Linked DNA regions of Callithrix jacchus: region 1 is linked to region 2. The links are chromatin contacts, called in public Hi-C maps. All regions are on one chromosome and are shown on one strand. The core of a region is the stretch at or near the end of the contact, and the rest is flanking DNA. Distances in the headings are between cores, read along the strand shown. Region 1 holds the start of ACSS2 (acyl-CoA synthetase short chain family member 2). Region 2 holds the start of TRPC4AP (transient receptor potential cation channel subfamily C member 4 associated protein).

Region 1 (3,263 bases), core at 280-2,779, 200 kb after region 2:
GTAGGGGATTTTCCTCATTTTTTTTTTTTTTTTTTTTTTTGAGACGGAGTCTTGCTCTGTTACCCAGGCTGGGTACAGTAATGCTATCTCAGCTCGCTGCAACCTCCGCCTCCCAGGTTCAAGCAATTCTCCTGTCTCAGCCTCCTGAGTAGCTGGAATTACAGGCACCCCATGGTGGCACGTGCCACCATGCCCAGCTAATTTTTGTATTTTTAGTAAGATGGGGTTTCACCATGTCGGCCAGGATGGTCTCAAATTCTTGACCTCAAGTGATCCGCCCGCCTTGGCCTCCCAAAGTGTTGGAATTACAGACGTGAGCCACCACGTCTCTACTAAAAATACAAAATTAGCTTATTTTCATCATACATTTTAACAGACATGGAACCATCTATCAGAACTTTTAAATTATTATTAATACAATCCCAGCCCAAATTAGAAAAAACAAACTTCATGTTGATCAGGCTGGTCTCGAACTCCCAACCTCAAGTGATCCGCCCGCTTCGGCCTCCCAAAGTGCTGGGATTACAGGCGTGAGCCACCACGTCTCTACCGAAAATACAAAATTAGCCGGGCATGGTGGCGCATGCCTGTAATTCCAGCTACTTGGGAGGCTGAGGCAGGAGAATCGCTTGAACCTGGGAGGGGGAGGTTGTGGTGAGCTGAGATCGCGCCATTGCACTGCAGCCTGGGCGATAAGAGGGAAACTCCGTCTCAAAACAAAAACAGACAAACCTGACATGGTAATAACCCGTTCAGTCTTACACCGTGCAATTTCCGTCAGGATGTCGGATATGCTAAAAACAGCTCTGGGACCCCATTACCAATCTGAGGATCCCAAGATGGGACCCAGACCCGTTATTGCCCTCAGCAGTTCAGGGTTAGAGGTCTCAGGAGGCAGTGGCTGAGCTGCTGTGAAAAGGAGGCAAAGAGAGTTCTGCTCGCGGCCCTCTTCTCCTCAAGGCTCCCGTCGCCCCCTAGAGACCCTCTTTTCGCCTCAGGGACTCCCTTCTCTTCCCAGCAAACCTTTACTTTCCTGGCCGACCTCCCCGTCCCAACCCCAAGGAACCTCACTTCTTCCCTCGCGGAATCCCGCGTCATCTCCCCACCGACCCTCCAAGCGTCCAGGGAACTCCCCAGCTCCCAGGGAACCGTCCTCTCCTCAAGGAATCCCTTGTCCCTCCGTCTTCTCACGGACACCTCAGCTTCCCAGGAGAGCCCGCGACTCCCCCAGGGAGCCGCCGCTCCTCTCCTCGCTGACACCCCCAGGCCCGCCCGGGCCGGGCCTCACCCCGCGGCTCCTCCACGGAGCGCCTGTGCAGCTCGCGGTAGCGCTGCAGGGAGGGGACGTGCGCGGAGCGGCTGACCTCGGGCGGCGGAGACCAACTCCGCGCCTGGCCGCCGGCTCCAGCTTCCTCCTGGGCCCGGCTCCCGCTGCCGCTCCGGCCCCGTTCCTCGGGAAGCCCCATCGCGTCAAATTCCTAGAGCCGTGACCGCCTTTGCGGTCGCAGCGGGTGCCGGGACGAGGAAAACAGGCCGACCTAGAGGCGGGGCCTCCTGGGAGAGGAGGGGCCTGGCGAGTGAGGGCGTGGCTTAATTGGCTTTGGGCGTGGCACGAGGGGTGGGGCCATCCCTGGTGGGGGCGGGATCGGGGTGAGCAAGGACAGAAATACTATGAGAAAAAGTCGAAGGACAGGGGCAGAGCTGACTTGCCCGAAGGAGAGACGCCCTCGAGTGAAAGCAGAAGGGGCGGGGCCTGGCGTGACAAGGGAGAGGGTGGGGCCGTGGAATGACAGAGGAGGGGTGGGCCAGGCGTGACAGGAGAGGAGGTGGGCCCATGGAGTGATGGGGCGTAGCCTGGCTGGTTGTCACAGGAGAGGAAGCAGAGCAATGGAGTGACCAGAATGGGGTGAGATCTTGGAGTGACAGTTTAGGGGTTGGGTTAGGGCGGGGCTCGAGCGGGAAGGGGCTGGACTAAGAAAAGGAGTTGAATCAGGTCCATCGCGGAGCCGCCCCGTGATCTGATTGCACGGTCCTGACAGTCACCCCACTGAGTTGGAAAGCCAAGTGGGGTAGGGTCCCTTCCAAGTGACACCCTTCCCTCCAGGTCCCCCTCTCTGAGCCACATCCACATTCCGACCTCAGGAGAAACTTCTCCCACGACCTTGAGGGCATGCTCTGGCAACAGCACCTCCTCTCTGCTTACCCTGGAACCAGCTCAAATTTTCTCCCTCTTATGAGGACATGTCTTCAATCTCCTTGCCTTCACAAATCTCCATCCAGATCTAAAGTACAATACTTAATAAGTGAAGACTAAGAGATACCTTCAGATTTTTGATAATAAACCCACCTCCCAACTGCACAAATGGCAAACCCAGGAAAGGGAAGGAACTTATGCAAAGTCACAAAGCAAATAACGACCAAGTTAGGGGCTTGACTCCAGCTTTGGTTTTACTTCCTCAACAGGCTTGAAGCTAAGGCTTGTAAAATATCAAAGTCTGTGCGAGTACAAAAAATGATTCATATTCTCTTTTTTAGTTGTTGTTTTTGTTTTGAGACGGAGTCTCTCAGTTTGTCTCCCAGGCTGGAATGCAGTGGCATGATCTCAGCTCACTGCAACCTCTGCCTCCTGGGTTCAAGCAATTTTCCTGCCTCAGCCTCCCAAGTAGCTGGGATTACAGGTGCGCACCACCACGCCCAGCTAATTTTTGTATTTTTGGTAGAGATGGAATTTCACTATGTTGGCCAGGCTGGTCTTGAACACCTGGCCTCAGGTGATCTGCCCACCTCGGCCTCCCAAAGTGCTGGGATTACACACCGGCCCACATTCGCTTCTTTCCTTCACAATCTCTTTACTTCACAGAGGGAAACCCCCACCACCATTACCACAACCTGGGCTTAATTACCTCTAGCTTTCCTCTAGCCCCTCCACCCCAGAAAAAAGTCAGGCAGGACCCTCCTCCATCTCTAACCTGCATCTACCACCAAGAAGGGCCCACCTCACCCATCATTTCACAGACTGGCTGTCAAGACAGGAAAGATTCTTAAATATCTAACTCCGAGAGTGATTCTGAGGCCTGAAGCAGGCATCTCCCACCTCCTGAAGTCTACATGGGCCTTGTGACCCCATCTAGCCCAGACTCCCTTCCTACCTACTTCCCTGCTCTTTGCCCAGCTGACCATAGACCTTGCACACGCTAAACTTAAAAAAAAAAAAAATCTTGGCCAGGTGCGGTGGCTCATGCCTCTAATCCCAGCACTTTGGG
Region 2 (3,374 bases), core at 349-2,848:
TTTCACTATGTTGGCCAGGCTGGTCTTCAACTCCTGACCTCAAGTGATCTGCCTGCCTTGGCTTCCCAAAGTGCTGGGATACAGGTGTGAGCCACTGCCCCCAGCTGAGTTTATTTTTGTATAAGGTGAGAGATGAGGATCCAGTTTTATCTTGTGGCTTGCCAGTTATCACCATTTGTTGAAAAGGATGTCATTTCCCCACTTTATGTTTTTGTTTGCTTTGTGGAAGATCAGTTGGCTAAAAGTATTTGGCTTTATTTCTGTGTTCTCTATTTTGTTCCATTAATCTATGTGCCTATTTTTATACCAGTACCATGTTGTTTGGGTGACTATGGCCTTATAGTATAGTTTGAAGTCAGGTAATGTGATGCCTCCAGATTTATTCTTATTTATTTATTTATTTATTTATTGAGACAGAGTTTTGCTCTTGCTGCCCAGGGTGGAGTGCAATGGCGCGATCTCGGCTCATGGCAACCCTCCTGGGTTCAAGCGATTCTCCTGCCTCAGCCTCCCAAGTAGCTGTGATTACAGGCATGTGCCACCACATCCGGCTAATTTTTGTATTTTTAGTAGAGACGAGGTTTCTCCATATTGGTCAGGCTGGTCTCAAACTCCCAACCTCAGATGATCCACCTGCCTCAGCCTCCCAGTGCTGGGATTACAGGCACAAGCCACTGCGCTTGGCCTCAGATTTATTCTTTTTGCTTATTCTTGCTTTGGCTATGCAGGCTGTTTTTTGGTTCCATATGAATTTTAGAATTTTTTCTTTCTAGTTCTATAAAGAAGGATGGTGAGACCACTCCTTTTAGATGGGGCGTGAGGATGGTAACCAGAGTGCCAGTTCACCTGGGAGAGTCCCTTTTATGCCTACTGTCCAGATGTAATTATTTATTGTGTCTTTTCATTCTTTAAAGTGTTTGGTCTGAGCAATTATTTACAGCCATCTTAGTTGAGTCACAATCTTCACCATTCCCTCTTACATCACACTTAGCTCCCCCCCCCCACTTTTTTTTTTTTTTTATTTGAGACGGAGTCTCGCTCTGTCTGGAGTGCAGTGGTTGGCTCACTGCAACCTCTGCCTCCCGGATTCTTGCAATTCTCCTGCCTCAACCTCCGGAGCAACCGGGACTACAGGTGCACGCCGCCACGCCAGGCTAATTTTTTGTATTTTAGTAGAGACGGGATTTCCCCTTGTTGCCCAGGCTGGTCTCGAACTCCTGAGCTCAGGCAATCCACCCACCTCGGCCTCCCAAAGTGCTGGGATTACAGGCGTGAGCCACCGCGCCTGGCCCTCTTTCATTTTTATGGCAAGCCCCTTGCTAGAAAGGGAAAAATTGTGTGTGCATTGGGTGCAAGGAGTCAGAGCCATCTTGCCACAGAAGTTAGCTTAAAGAATGAATATGTGGGCTCATGGTAGAGACAACAGGCTATCTGGTGGATAGAAAGTAGGACAGGGTTTCCCTTTGACAGAGAATGTGATGTCACAACTTACTAAACCCTTTGCCTTCCATCATTTAATTTCACAACAACCTATCCAGTTACACAACTTATCCAGTTTGAGTCTGTGCATTTCTTTCTGCTGTTTTCCCCTGTGACCTGCATTTCGTGATAAAGAGTTCTAGGCCGTTCTGCTCACCGCTGTATCCCAGACACCCCACCTTTCCCCAGACATGGTTCAGTGTCGGGTGCAAAGAAAGCCCCAGGAACTACTGATTGACTGATCAGGATCCCAGGACCTATAGCTGGAGTGACCTGATGAGGACACTGAGGGGCAGGAGCAGAGTGCGATGACTTGGTCGAGGTCCGCGGCGAGTCACAGGCAGAGAGAAGCAGGCCAGAATCAGATTCGAGGGCCTGACTCCTGACCTGAAGCCCAGGATCATTTCTTAGCCAGCTGCCTGCATCCTCCCCAAACAGAAGGGGAGAAATGGGAGAGTGCGCATGCAGGGACTGATCTCAGACCTCGGGAGATTCAGCCTGAATGCTGGGCCCGGGGGCCAGAGAAACCGGAGGTACCGGAAAGACCTTATCTTTTTTCCCACCGGCCCCGCTGCCGCGCAGGACTACATTTCCCAGCAGCCCCCACGACGCGCACTGTTCGTGCCACGCGGCTTGCGCCTCCGCCGACGGCCCGCTGGGGGCGCTGCGGCGACCCCTCCGCCGCCCCGTAGAAATCTCCTGGGCCCCGAGGCCGCTTGCTTCCTGTTTGTCGGACGAGGAGACATGGCGGCGGCGCCGGCAGTGGCAGGGTCCGGAGCCGGCCGAGGCAGACGGTCGGCAGCCACAGTAGCGGCTTGGGGCGGATGGGGCGGCCGGCCGCGGCCCGGGAACATTCTGTTGCAGCTGCGGCAGGGCCAGCTGACCGGCCGGGGTCTGGTCCGGGCAGTGCAGGTACGAGGCTGGCCCAGGAGGGGCGGGGCGGGGCGGACCAGGCGGGAGCTGGCCAGGGACCGGGAAAGAGGCCTTTCCAGGCCGCCGCTGGACAGGCCAGACCCCCCTTGGCTGGCCGCAAGGCCTCCCTGTGAGCTGCCCGGACGCTCTCAGCTGCAGCGGGGCCGTGGAAAGCAGCTGGCTTGATGTCCCTTGTCAGTAGCCGAGCGGGGCTGGGCTGCTGTGGGCACTGATGGCGTGTACGAACCCTGGGCCCGGTTTCTGGATCCTCCCTCCCTTGCGCCACGTCTGCATGTCTGGGAGACCCTGGCGAGTTTGTTTTAGTCTCTATGGGCCTCGAGTTTCTCCCGTGTATTGGGCGTGGGGGAGGGGGTCATCATTGCAGCCCCCAGACGGTTCCCAAGCGTTATCATAAATGTCATTTTCTCAGGCCTTTCCTTGACACTCTCTCTTCCTCCTTTCTAAAGTAGGTCCCCGTTGTTATTCTGTCACAGCCGCGCATTGGTTTCGTTTACGTTACTTTCTTAGTCTATAATTTCATATTTCTTTGTTGTCTGCCTTTTTCTCGCCTGTCTCCCACATTAGGCTGACTTCCAGCGGGTGCAGAGACTGGATCTGGTTTGCCAATGTAGAGCGTCATGGTTAAGAGGGACTCTGGAGTCAGGCCTGGGTTCAAAGCCCTGCTCCTCTCTCTTGGTTGGGCAGGTTACCTTTCTGTGCCTTAGTTTCCTCACTTGTAAGATGAAGATGAGAATTAGTAACCAACCTTTTAAGATTGTTGTGGAGATCAAAGGGGGCAATTGTGTAAAGCATTAGTGCATTTCTGGCTGAAAGTGGTTGGTTAATATTAAGTATCTGATTTATAACAGGTGCCCAACATATGGTGATTATTATTTTTGAGTGAGTGAAGGACACTGCTTTAGGGTAAAGCAGAATTAGTAAGACCTAGTCTCCTCCTTCTTTCACCCTCCCCCACCTCAAAC

What was found. Hi-C and Micro-C count contacts between places; a contact is called where the count stands out from the background.
Region 1: a contact with region 2 is called in a Hi-C map of skeletal muscle, with 2.7 times the contacts expected there. The contact joins the promoter of ACSS2 here to the promoter of TRPC4AP in region 2. A contact is called at or near these places in 2 of 3 Hi-C or Micro-C datasets (both in skeletal muscle).

What each region holds. Positions count from the first base shown.
Region 1 is chr5:4,422,067-4,425,329 of calJac240_pri, forward strand. It overlaps ACSS2 (acyl-CoA synthetase short chain family member 2), which reads right to left and starts at 1,530. Exons shown (of 18, transcript XM_078371061.1): 1 at 1,365-1,530.
Region 2 is chr5:4,219,737-4,223,110 of calJac240_pri, forward strand. TRPC4AP (transient receptor potential cation channel subfamily C member 4 associated protein) reads left to right here and starts at 1,599. Exons shown (of 20, transcript XM_078371060.1): 1 at 1,599-2,391. The coding sequence starts at 1,942.